Linked DNA regions of Sus scrofa: region 1 is linked to region 2. Evidence: chromatin contacts called from public HiChIP or PLAC-seq data. All regions are on one chromosome and are shown on one strand. The core of a region is the stretch at or near the end of the contact, and the rest is flanking DNA. Distances in the headings are between cores, read along the strand shown.

Evidence for each region. HiChIP or PLAC-seq counts read pairs in DNA pulled down with a chosen protein or histone mark.
Region 1: an H3K27ac HiChIP or PLAC-seq map of alveolar macrophages shows a contact between it and region 2. The contact joins the promoter of CAMSAP2 here to the promoter of DDX59 in region 2. A contact is called at or near these places in 1 of 5 promoter capture datasets (liver), 9 of 47 Hi-C or Micro-C datasets (brain, embryonic fibroblasts, epiblast stem cells and 4 more) and 2 of 2 datasets of contacts at active chromatin or transcription factors (alveolar macrophages and skeletal muscle).

Annotation. Positions count from the first base shown.
Region 1 is chr10:23,272,790-23,278,188 of Sscrofa11.1, reverse strand. It overlaps CAMSAP2 (calmodulin-regulated spectrin-associated protein 2), which reads right to left and starts at 2,887. Exons shown (of 19, transcript XM_021064501.1): 1 at 2,649-2,887. The coding sequence starts at 2,787.
Region 2 is chr10:23,219,704-23,225,180 of Sscrofa11.1, reverse strand. It overlaps DDX59 (probable ATP-dependent RNA helicase DDX59), which reads left to right and starts at 2,651. Exons shown (of 7, transcript XM_005653799.3): 1 at 2,651-2,901; 2 at 4,103-4,881. The coding sequence starts at 4,114.

The DNA.
Region 1 (5,399 bases), core at 1,638-4,137, 53 kb before region 2:
TTCCCACTAGGCAACACCTCTGAGATATGCTGTCTACTCACATCTGCCATAGAACCGTGTCTGTAGCAAAGGGAAAAAAAAATCTACATCAAGAGAAATGAAACCCCACTTTTTTCCTGCTCACGCCATACAAATGTGTATTTTTTCAAAGTTTCAGACTGTTGATGAAGAAATAAACAAATGTACAAACATAACATTCTGAATATCATATTATTTCTTATTACTAAGTCCCTTTCTTAAGGTCGTCTGAGCTTGTTTTTCATTCCATTTTGAATGACATCTATGCATTCCAACTGCTGCCAAGGCAAGTGTATCGAGGTACCAATGAGGTTCATCCAAACCATCTGAGACTAAGACCTGCCTCTTCTTTAAACAGCGGTAAATAAATAAGCCTGTTCACAGGTACCTCGTGCACATTCCTCACATGTGCAGATAAACGGATGATTCTGCAGGCTGGTGTAAGGAGTGGACCTCAGAGGCAGAGTGACCTGCGCTGGCCTGTAGGCTCCACCACTGGCCAGATGTTTAATCTTGAGCTAACTCATCAGCACAAGCTCTCTCATCTGTAGAACAAGAGCACCGCCTTGCCCAAGGGCTGCTGTAGGGACATGTCTCAAGCATGGGGCACACAAGCGGCGGGCCCTGCCTCCACCAACGCCAGACCCTCTGGAGTCAGGCGATCAAAGCTCACATCTGCCCTGGCTAAAAATGCAGCTTTCTGCACCAGGGTGCTCGCTTAAGTGGGGACCCCACTGCCTGCACCATGGAGCTGGGCGAAGCCCAAATGCACCCCATGATGCAAAGCCCCAAGCACGGCGCTGGCCCACAGCACATTCCACTGATAACGCTGCTCTCTTCACGCCTCTTTTTCTCCAAGTGTGTTCAATGCGTGTTCGTCCAGGGTCCAGAGCCCAGTAAGCTTGCCTGGCACGTCCCCACAGAGCTGGCCATGTTCTGCTTAGCACCCTTTGGGAATCTAGGCCAACGCTGTGCCATGTGTACTGTAAGCTTCCTCAGTTTCAGAAAGAAAAATTATTTCTGCGATTCCCTCTGCCCTTCCATTTTGTACACAGAGCTTTTCCACAGAGATCATGTTCCATCTTTTCTACATCCTTACCTAGCTTCCACTGCTCCTCTAAATGGATATTAGCTTTAGCATGATGCTTAAGCTGAGACTAAAATCTATTATTTTCACTGCTGTGATCAGGGGTGCCAGGAAACAAAAACACACACTAACACTTGGTGTGTGCTCCCATGTGTTACTGTGCATATGTATTTCCGAAGAAATCTTTAAAATCTAAATTATTTTAAAATAAATGGTTTGGCTATATTTACTCCTGATGACAGTTTTAAAACCTTGAACATCTTTCTACTTCAATATCACAGCATGAGAATTCAAATAAGACAAAAGCTGCCAAAAACATAAAATCAAGGCAACATGAAGTTTCCCTCAAAACTAATTCAAACAATTTTCTAAACACTGAGATTCATTTGGTGGGTAACTAAACATGCAGTCCTGATAATGTCCTCAGCTGTATATGCTGAAACAGTAAGAACGAATGAAACCATTTACCCACATATTTCTTGGTCCTAAAATTGGACGTCCTCTCCCCACTGCCAAAAACTGTATTTAACATCTGGAGAAAAGTCTGTAAATACTAAATGCCAATAAATATTTTACATATCCAAATGGTATTAAGCAGGGCATAGAAATCTTACAAAATGACTCAAAGTCATCCGATGAAATTACCTTCCGGGAGCATCTCCAAATGAAAAGCTAATTTTCTCCAGCTTCCACAACATGGGCTCCTAAAGCAACAGCTAAGGAATTACAACAGGAGGCCCTTTTCCTGTTATTCTGCAAAGACTGGGTAATGGAGGGAGTGTTTTTTGATGGCTGCTGCACTATACAATTTGTGTCAACAGTATGTGCCCTCAAAAAAACTCTTTCATTAAAAAGAAAAATCCCACAAGAGGGAGTTTTTGTTTCTCTTAATTTATGAAGCCAAAAATGTTTGGAAAAAGGAACATGCCTGATAACACGGAAAGAAAAGAGCAGCCGACAACAGACAGCCCGCAAGCCAAACATTGGTTTTAAATGACCCCTTTAATAGAGCCTGAAAGGGACGAGAGGACACAGGCTTACAGAAAGACAACAAAAATTAATGCTGCCCTTCCACAGAGGCCACCTCACAGTCACGGAGCCTGAATCGCAGCCATGGTTACAAATGTCAAAATCAATGTGGAGCTGGGTGCCATCCACCTTCTTCCAGTAATAACGAAACCAACTCAGATTTCTCGGTGGTGTAATGTTATGACTGGGGGGGAAATGAATGCAGCACAATGGGGAAAAATACCACAAATGAAAACCACCCGATGTAAAAACATGGCAAAATCTCGCTCACCGGGAAGAAAAAAACAAACCACCCACTTTTGCTAACCAATAAAAGGAATCCGGCCATATCCCACCTGCCCAAACCGAGGGATCTCGGGTTAAGACCAAACGTGCTTTATTCCCTTCGTTTTTACTCCTTCCAGTGTCCCACTGCGTCCCTGAGCCTGTGCGAGGACACGCGTGGAGGGGACCTGGGGACCGGAGACAAAACCGGGATGCGCGCATCCTGCGGGGGAGGGAGAGGACCACGTACCTGTCCCGAAGGCCTTGGCCACCAGCCAGGCCAAATTGCAGGCGATTTTGGCCCTGGAGAAGTCATAGTGGTCGAAGGGCTTGATGGCCGGAACAATGAACGTCCTCCTCGCGTCCCTGGGGTCTGCAGCATCCCCCATCTTCCACGCGCTTGGGGCACCGGCCCGCCCTTCACATGGTGCGCCGGCCGCGGGGTGGCGGCCGGGGAGGGGCGCGCGGCCGGCCGCGGGCGGGGTCGGGGTCCGGATCCAGGCCGCTTGGCCCGGAAGGTGGCGGCGCCGCGTCCCGGCCGCCCCGCGAGCCTCCCGCGAGCGCGCGTGCCAGCGGCGCCTCCCCTTTGTCTCCGCGCGGCGGGCCCGGCGCGGCGGGGGCGTCCTCAGCGGTCACGTCGCGGGGGCCGTCCCGCCATCGCGCCGCCTCCCGCCGCCCCCGCTCCCGGCCCTGCCCTCGGGGGAGCCCGCCGGCCCGAGCGCGGCCTTGGGGCTCAATGGGGCCGCGACCCGGGACTCGGGGCGCCCCCACCCCGCGCAGCCGGAGCCGCCGCGGGGCGCGGGGCCGCGGACAGCCTCAGTCCCTGAGGCGCGGGCGCCGGCGGCCGCACCTCCTCGCGCGGACTCCCCGCCGCGCCGCCGCCCCGCGGACGCCGTCAGCCCGGTGCTCGGGCCCGCCCGGCCAGCCCTGCTGGGTGCTCCCCCTGCGGCAGCCCGCGCGGTCGCCGCCTCAGCCGCCGCCGCTGCGGTTTTCCGGCTGCGGCACTGGAAGGAGCCGGGCGCGGGTCTGCGCATGCGCTGTCTCTCGGCCCGGCCCGCCCGCCGCCCGGCCGGTCCGGCCCGCCCGTGGAGCATGCGCAGTGGTCGCGGCTGCGCTCCTTGTCCACCCGAGTGCACATCCTGGCCGGCCTGGGCGTGCGGCGGCTGCTGACCCGGCTGGAAGAGGCGGGGAGCAAGTGGCGGGGGGGGGGGGGGGGCGGTCCGGCTTCGCTGTAGCGCTCGTGGTTTAGCGACACAATGCTTAGGCACGGAGAACTGACGTTTATCAAGGTGCCGGTTAGATGACACGCACTTTGCTGCCAACCTGGCGTGCCTAAGGAATTCCATGCAGTCCTGGATGTCACCCCAGGATGGGTGCGATTGCTGGCTGACCACACGGTTGTAGAGGCAAGTCACACGTGGGGCTTGACCAGGATTGAGGATCTGGGAAGCTCCACACCTGAATTAGTTTCCTGACTTTGAGATAGTTTTCTCAACTCCATGCTCCTCACGTAAATGTCCTCCCTAGGGAGGGGGCACAGCCATCGTGCCCCCCCAACAGAGCCTAAGTCCCTTCACAAAGCAAACCGCAAGATCCGGCATCTACAAACCCTTATGGCTCCATTTTGTCTGAGCTGCTCCGTTTTCCCACTGGGGCATTTTCTCAGATTATTTATGCGTCCTGGCCCACTGGGCTCCTTCTGTCCCTTTGGATTGCAAGCCTCTCCCGGGAATCGCCTCCTGCCTTCAGTGACATCTCTGGATACCGTGCCCAGCAGGCTCTTACGGAGGTGCTCCCCTGGTGCCCCCAGAGCACCTAGTTGTTCTGACCCAGCCCTTGCGCCTTTATACCATCATCAATGACTTTGTCATTCCCAGGATGACAGTGTCTCTCTAGCACCTGAATAGCACCCAACTCATAGTAGTTGCTCAATGAATGTACAGGAACAAAGGGTGGATATTAGTGCAGCTCTCCTTTGTTGAGCTTATTTAACTCACTAACTCCTTGCACAATCTCCTTTCAGTACTTTATCTAAATTTTTTTTTTCCCTGCAACCATGGCATTGTGGAAATTCCAGGGCCAGGGATCAAACCCTCACCACAGCAGCAACCCAAGTCATGCAGTGACAACACCAGATCCTTAACAACTGCACCACAAGATAGCTCCAAAATTATCTAGTTTTAATCATTATCCAATCCTGTGCTATCTTCATTTCACAGATGAAAAAAAAAAAAAAAAGAATAATAAAGTTGGGAACAATTTGAAAATTTGCCCATATCACACAACTAGCAAGCAGGGCGACCCAAGATTTGAACCCAGAACTCCAAGTCTATGTTTTAACTACTAGGGCTTATCTGGGACTATATACAATTAAGATAGGAGCAGGACTTATAAAGTATGATGGTGGGTGGGAAGGTGTTTGGACCCTACTATCCAAAAAGGCAGTCTCACTGGCAAGCAAGCCCCTTTGATCCCTACAAATACTCCCCCATGAACCTAGTAGGGCATTTCAGAAAAGCCTATTAACAGTGTGGGCCAGGAAAAGAATACGAGTGAGAAGAATAATATACCACATTTTTCAATAACTGAATGGATATTAATAAAATGTCTTTGAATCCAACTAGGAACCATAAGGTTGCAAGTTTGATCCCTGGCCTCGCTCAGTGGGTTAACAGTCCGGCATTGCCATGAGCTGTGGTGTAGGTCACAGGTGCAGCTCCGATCTGGCATTGCTGTGGCTGTGGCGTAGGCTGGCAGCTGTAGCTCCAATTAGACCCCTAGCATGGGACCTTCCATATGTGGCAGATGCAGTCCTAAAAAGCAAAATGAAATAAAATGAAATAAAATAAAATGTTTTTTATGGGCAAGGCCTTTTGCTAGATCCTTTAGGGGATAATAAAATTAGCCTGTGGATAATAGTTTACAAAGCACATTCATATGATAACTACCTTAATTCTCACATCCATTCTGTGAAATAGGCATTATTATAATCTTCTGATTC
Region 2 (5,477 bases), core at 1,402-3,901:
TTGCAGGTCACCGGAGAGAGGATGCTAGTCAATGAATGGTATTTGGACTACTGGCTAGCTATTTGGAAAACAGTTAAGGAAACGAAATGGATTCCCACTTCATAGCCCAATTCCAGATGGGTTAATGATTTAAATGTGAAAAGCAAACTTTAAAATTTCCCCCTTCCCAGTTCTGAGAAATACCTTTTTGACTTTAGGGTAGGTAAGATTATTTTTTATTTAACAGAGCAGTTAAATAAAATTTTATTTCTAGAGCAGTTTTAGGTTCAGAGCAAAATTGAGCAGAAAGTACAGAGATGCCCCATCTGCCCCATCCCCACATATTCAGCGGCCCCCTCCCCCATTGGTAACACCCCTCTCCCCTAGATGGTATGTTTGCTACAATGAACCTACATCAACATCCCAGCATCCTTCAGGGTCCATAGTTCCCATCAGTTGACTCATGGTGGTGGACATTCTCCAGGCTTGGACAAATGTGTAATGACAGGTATCCACGGTCACAGTATCACAGAGTAGTTTCACTGCCCCAAATACCCTCTGTGCTCTGCCCACTCATCCCTCCCTTCCCCAGCCCCTGGCAAGACAAGGAGTTTTTAAGACATCAAAGTTGTTAACTATGGGGAGCTCCCATCATGGCTCAGTGGAAACGAATCTGACCAGCATCCATGAGGACACAGGTTCGATCCCTGGCCTCGCTCAGATGGGTAAAGGAGCTGGCGTTGCTGTGGCTGTGGTTGTAGGCCGGCAGCTACAGCTCCAATTCAATCCTTAGCCTTGGAACCTCTATGTGCTGTGTGCGCCACCCCCAATTAATTAATTAATTAAAGTTAACTACAAAAGATAAAGACATATTTAACTACCCTAAACTTGAGTATTTATTATCAAAAGTTAGGATAGAAACAGACAGTGAAAATATCTTGGACTGGATCCTGGCCTGGGGGTGAAATAACTGCTCTAAAAAACATTATTGGAACAACTGATGAAATTTTAATGTGGACTGTACTTAAGACATCAGTATTATATCAGCACCAAATTACCTACATTTGAAAATTGTTCTGCAGAAACAGGGATTATCTTTGTTTTCGAAGATGCACCCTGCAACTTACTCTCAAATGGTTCAGCAAAAATAATATATACACATTGGCTCTTACACACAAATACTGCAAATGGTGAATCTGTGTGAAGGGCATACAGGAGTTTACTGTATTAGTCCCTACACCTTTCTACATGTTTGAGGAGGCCAATTATTACCACACAGAATCTCTTATTCTCCAGCATGCATTAGAGGTAGCAATAATTGGGGCCCTGAAGCACTTCTGGAAAGTTCTGCAGGGCATCCTGAGATCTCCGCCACGGTTTGTCTTGAGAATATTTGTTGAGGAGCTCCCACTGTAGCTCAACAGGTTAAGGACCTGACTTAGTGTCCATGAGGATGCAGGTTCAAACCCTGACTTCCTTCGTGGGTTAAGGATCCAGCATTGCTGCAAGCTACCACCTAGGTCACATATGTGGCTCTGGTCTGGTGTTGCTGTGGCTGCGGTGTAGGCCGGGCAGCTGCGGCTCCAATTGGACCCCTAGCCCAGGAACTTCCATATGCCTCCAGTGAGCCCTGAAAAAGAAAAAGAAGAAAAGAATGTGTATGGAAATGCCAAGGCTTCTGTTTCAGGACCATGGAAGAGACCCATGAGAGTGAGGGGTCTGGAAATTCAAATTTCATTAGCTTCATGGTCAGCTTGCCTCTAACAATAAGAAAATACTAGAGACAACACAAACATCCGCAGAAAAAGGGATCAACAACTATACATAAACTACTTCCCAGACACACACTATTACAGCAGTGAAAATAAATGTTCTACTGCTTGCTTACACTTAACAACTTGGATGAATTTAAAAAAACATGTTCCCACAAGGCTACACATTATTTTTATAAACCTCAAAAAGAGAAAAATGAAACAACGTATCTTTTAGGAATGCCTCCAACTACGACAAAACCACCAAAAATGGCAAGGAGACACCAAGGTTAGGATCCTGGTGGTTGAAGGAGTAGCAAGGGGCAGAATCCCGGGGTGCACGTATATTTGCTCACTATGGATATTATGGAGTCGCAGACTTCCCTCCGTTTTACTAGTATCCTTTAGAAGTTATCTATCTGTTCCACATATGCATAAAATATTAGACTCGAAAGTATTGAGGTCATCACGCTCTGCTTCCCTCCTTCCGGTCCCCCCACTTTCCACCATCACTTCCCCACCAGCTCCAGGGAAGTGCGACCCACGGGGCCCCAGCACGTGACTGTGACTTTCTCCTCCCGTCCGGGTGGGGTGTGGTGGGGATACACAGGGTATCTATCTCACGGGCACATTAAACCCGCTCGGTTCATTCCTCAGTTATTAGCCGTCTAAAAGCGGAACAGGTCTCCGAGCCCAAGGGGCCTCGCCCTCTCCGCCCTCACTCCCACTTAACCGCCCCTCCAACGGTGCCGGCCACCCCACTCCCGCGACTTCCCGGGGCGCCCCGCCTCGGGTCCTCCCGCCCCGCCCCGCCCCGCCCCGCCCATCCGATTACGTAAATTCTTCCAAGAGAATCCCCGCTTTTGCCCCTGGGCTTGGAGCCCGTGGGCTCCAGCCAAGCTCTGGCATTTATCGCCCCCAAGCAGGGGGCCAAGAAGGGGGCGTGGCAAACGCTCCCTTCCGCCCGCCCAGCCGAGCCCCGCCTCCCGCAGTGGCCCCGCCTCCTGCGCGCATCGGCACCTCCCAAAACCAGGAGAAGTGGATTCTGCGCTCCGCACTGCTCCCCCGGCCGCAGGGCGGGCGTGCGGCCCAGGATCATCAGCCGGAAGCCCGGTCCAGCGCCTCAAGGGTGGGCCGGCCCCGAGCGGGAGAGGACGTGGCCGCAGTCTGCGTGAGTGAGCATGCCCCCGTCCCGCGGCTCAGGCCTGCCTCGCGTCCTGCTCCTCTCGAGCGGGACCCGGGCGCCTGGCGTTGGCGGCGGGACAGGCCCTGCGCTGTCCCCTCCCCCTTGCCTCCCTCTCCCCTCCGCCGCCTCCCGCCCGGCGCACCCTGCCGGTCTCCAGGCAGCGCCGTGACGTCACGCGCATCTGCGTGCAGTGCCGCGGTGGGGGGGGGCGACGTCGGGGGGAGGGGGGCTGTGTTGGGGGGAGGGGTGGGGGCGACGCCCGTGGGGGAGGGGATAGGACGGGGCGTTGCGGGAACTGGAGCGAGCGGTGGCCGTCTAGCCCGTGCGGGTTCGGTTCGGTTTCACCGTGAAGCCCTGCGTTCCCGGCTCTTCCTGCTCGCGTGCGGCTGCCCCTCCCCCACGCCCTTGACCATTTCTGAGCCTTAAGGTTGTAACTCTCCACTGTCACGTACATTTTTGTTGGAATCTTTCCGGAAAAATGGAATCTGGCAATGTATCCCAAGGAAATATTGGGAGAAAAGTGTTTATTAGCATATTTGGCAGTCCCCAAATTAGCTTCAAAGCCTGTTTCCCAATCGAGGTCATTTTGCAAAAACTTGTTTTTGCTGTAAATGAGAAGAGCCTTGGTTGGGAGCTGGTACCGGTGCCTGGTTCTGCCTCCAAGAGGCTGTGAGCTCCAAGTCACTTAGCTTCTGGGGGCTCAGCCCGTGATGAAACAAGATAAAACATGCGTGTGCGTGTGTGGGGTGACGCTACGCTATGGCACAGGCGCTCAGGGCTGAGCTTGGCACCTCTGTCCACTGTCCAGGTGTTACTTACTGTGGCTGCTGGTAAAGACTCCCCTTGTGCAATAGCCCTCTTTGTGTTTCCATTTTTGACAGTGTAATGGAAGAGTTTACTCCAGAATATCTCTGATGGCTGGTATTTCAGAGCGCAAGTCAGTCAATGAGCAGAGGTCAATGGTGGGAAGCTGTGTGCATGGAGGACGGGACAGGACTGTTTTCACAGGAAATGGGCAGGGGTGGTGGGGAGGGGACTTGGTCTAAGCGCTGCCTTCTCTGTCCCCTGGAGGCAAAGCCCAGGGACAAGGCTGACTCCACAGTAACCTCAGGGTACTTCATACATGTACTTTATATGTGACTTTCTTGACGGTAAAATCAATCTCACTATATAATCTCCTATACAGAATATTGAAGGATGTTTGTTCCAAGATCCCTGAAAATCAAGCGGAACGCTAGTGATGATGGTAGAAGTTGTGTGGCCAAGAAAATCAAGCCAGAAGGTGAAAATCCTGGGCTGGACGCTGGCGGGTTTGGTCCAGCTGTCACCTCAGACCCCAGAGAACCAGCAGCGCATCCGCATCCAGCCGGCCCGGTGGCTGAGGGGGTTCTGGCTGGACCCGAGCAGGAGGCACAGGACAATCTCCCGGAGGAACCCGTGAAGTCCTTTTCCAAAACCCAGCGCTGGGCAGAGCCCGGGGAGCCAGTGTGCGTGGTGTGCGGGCGGTTTGGAGAATACATCTGTGATGAGACGGATGAAGATGTGTGTAGCCTGGAGTGTAAAGCAAAACACCTTCTGCAGGTTAGGGCAGCCGAGGAGCAGAGAGAGCCACCCCAGGAAGGGAGTTCTGAGCCGGGGGCTCCATGCCCTGCTTCCTACGTCTACACCGAGCACGCCTTCATCTCGAACCTCCGGGAGGACCAGATTGAAAACCTTAGAGGGCAGCTGGGAATCGTGGTGGAAGGGCGAGGTGTCCCCAGGCCCATCATTGACTTTGGGCATTGCGGCTTCCCTGAGACCTTAAACTTCAACTTGAAGACCGCAGGCTACGAAGTTCCCACGCCCATCCAGATGCAGATGATCCCCGTGGGGCTTCTGGGCAGGGACCTCCTGGCCAGCGCTGACACCGGCTCAGGAAAGACGGCCGCCTTCCTGCTTCCCGTTATCACGCGAGCTCTGGTTCAGGTACGAGAGAGCTCACCAGTGTTATTCTCAGAAACAAGCGAGGTGTTTACCAAGTGTCCCCCTCGACTGTGTTACAATTGCAAACTGAAGCTAAATACTTAGGCCCGTGATCACTGGTGCTCCTGGTGATTTTGCTTCTAGACAGTAGTTTGTATGAAAAAACACAATTTTAGGGAATTTTTCTTTTGCTACCTTGAACCAACCTCTTCATCGAAGGCCTAAAAGATTCCTTTCTTACAAGGAGTTTTCACTTTAACAAATGTTCTATCCAAGGGCTAGGCTTTTGGCTTTGGGCAGAAATATCCTGCTGACCAGACGAGCTGTCATTTTTTGTGTCAACCTAGCTGCCTTCAGTTTTGTGTTTTGAAAAATCCGACACCAAAGTCAGAACACTATCGTAGAGTTTCAAAACGCATGGGTAATTGGGATCCATCTTAAAATGGTTCTCCCTTGCCTTACTGATTGGTTTACAGTGCATAAGGCAGTCCCACATATAATTAATTTAACAGACATTTTGAGTAATTACTTGCTAAGTACTGGTGAGTTTGTGGGGTATGAAAATGAAGAGAAGGGAAACATGCAAAATACAGGCAAAG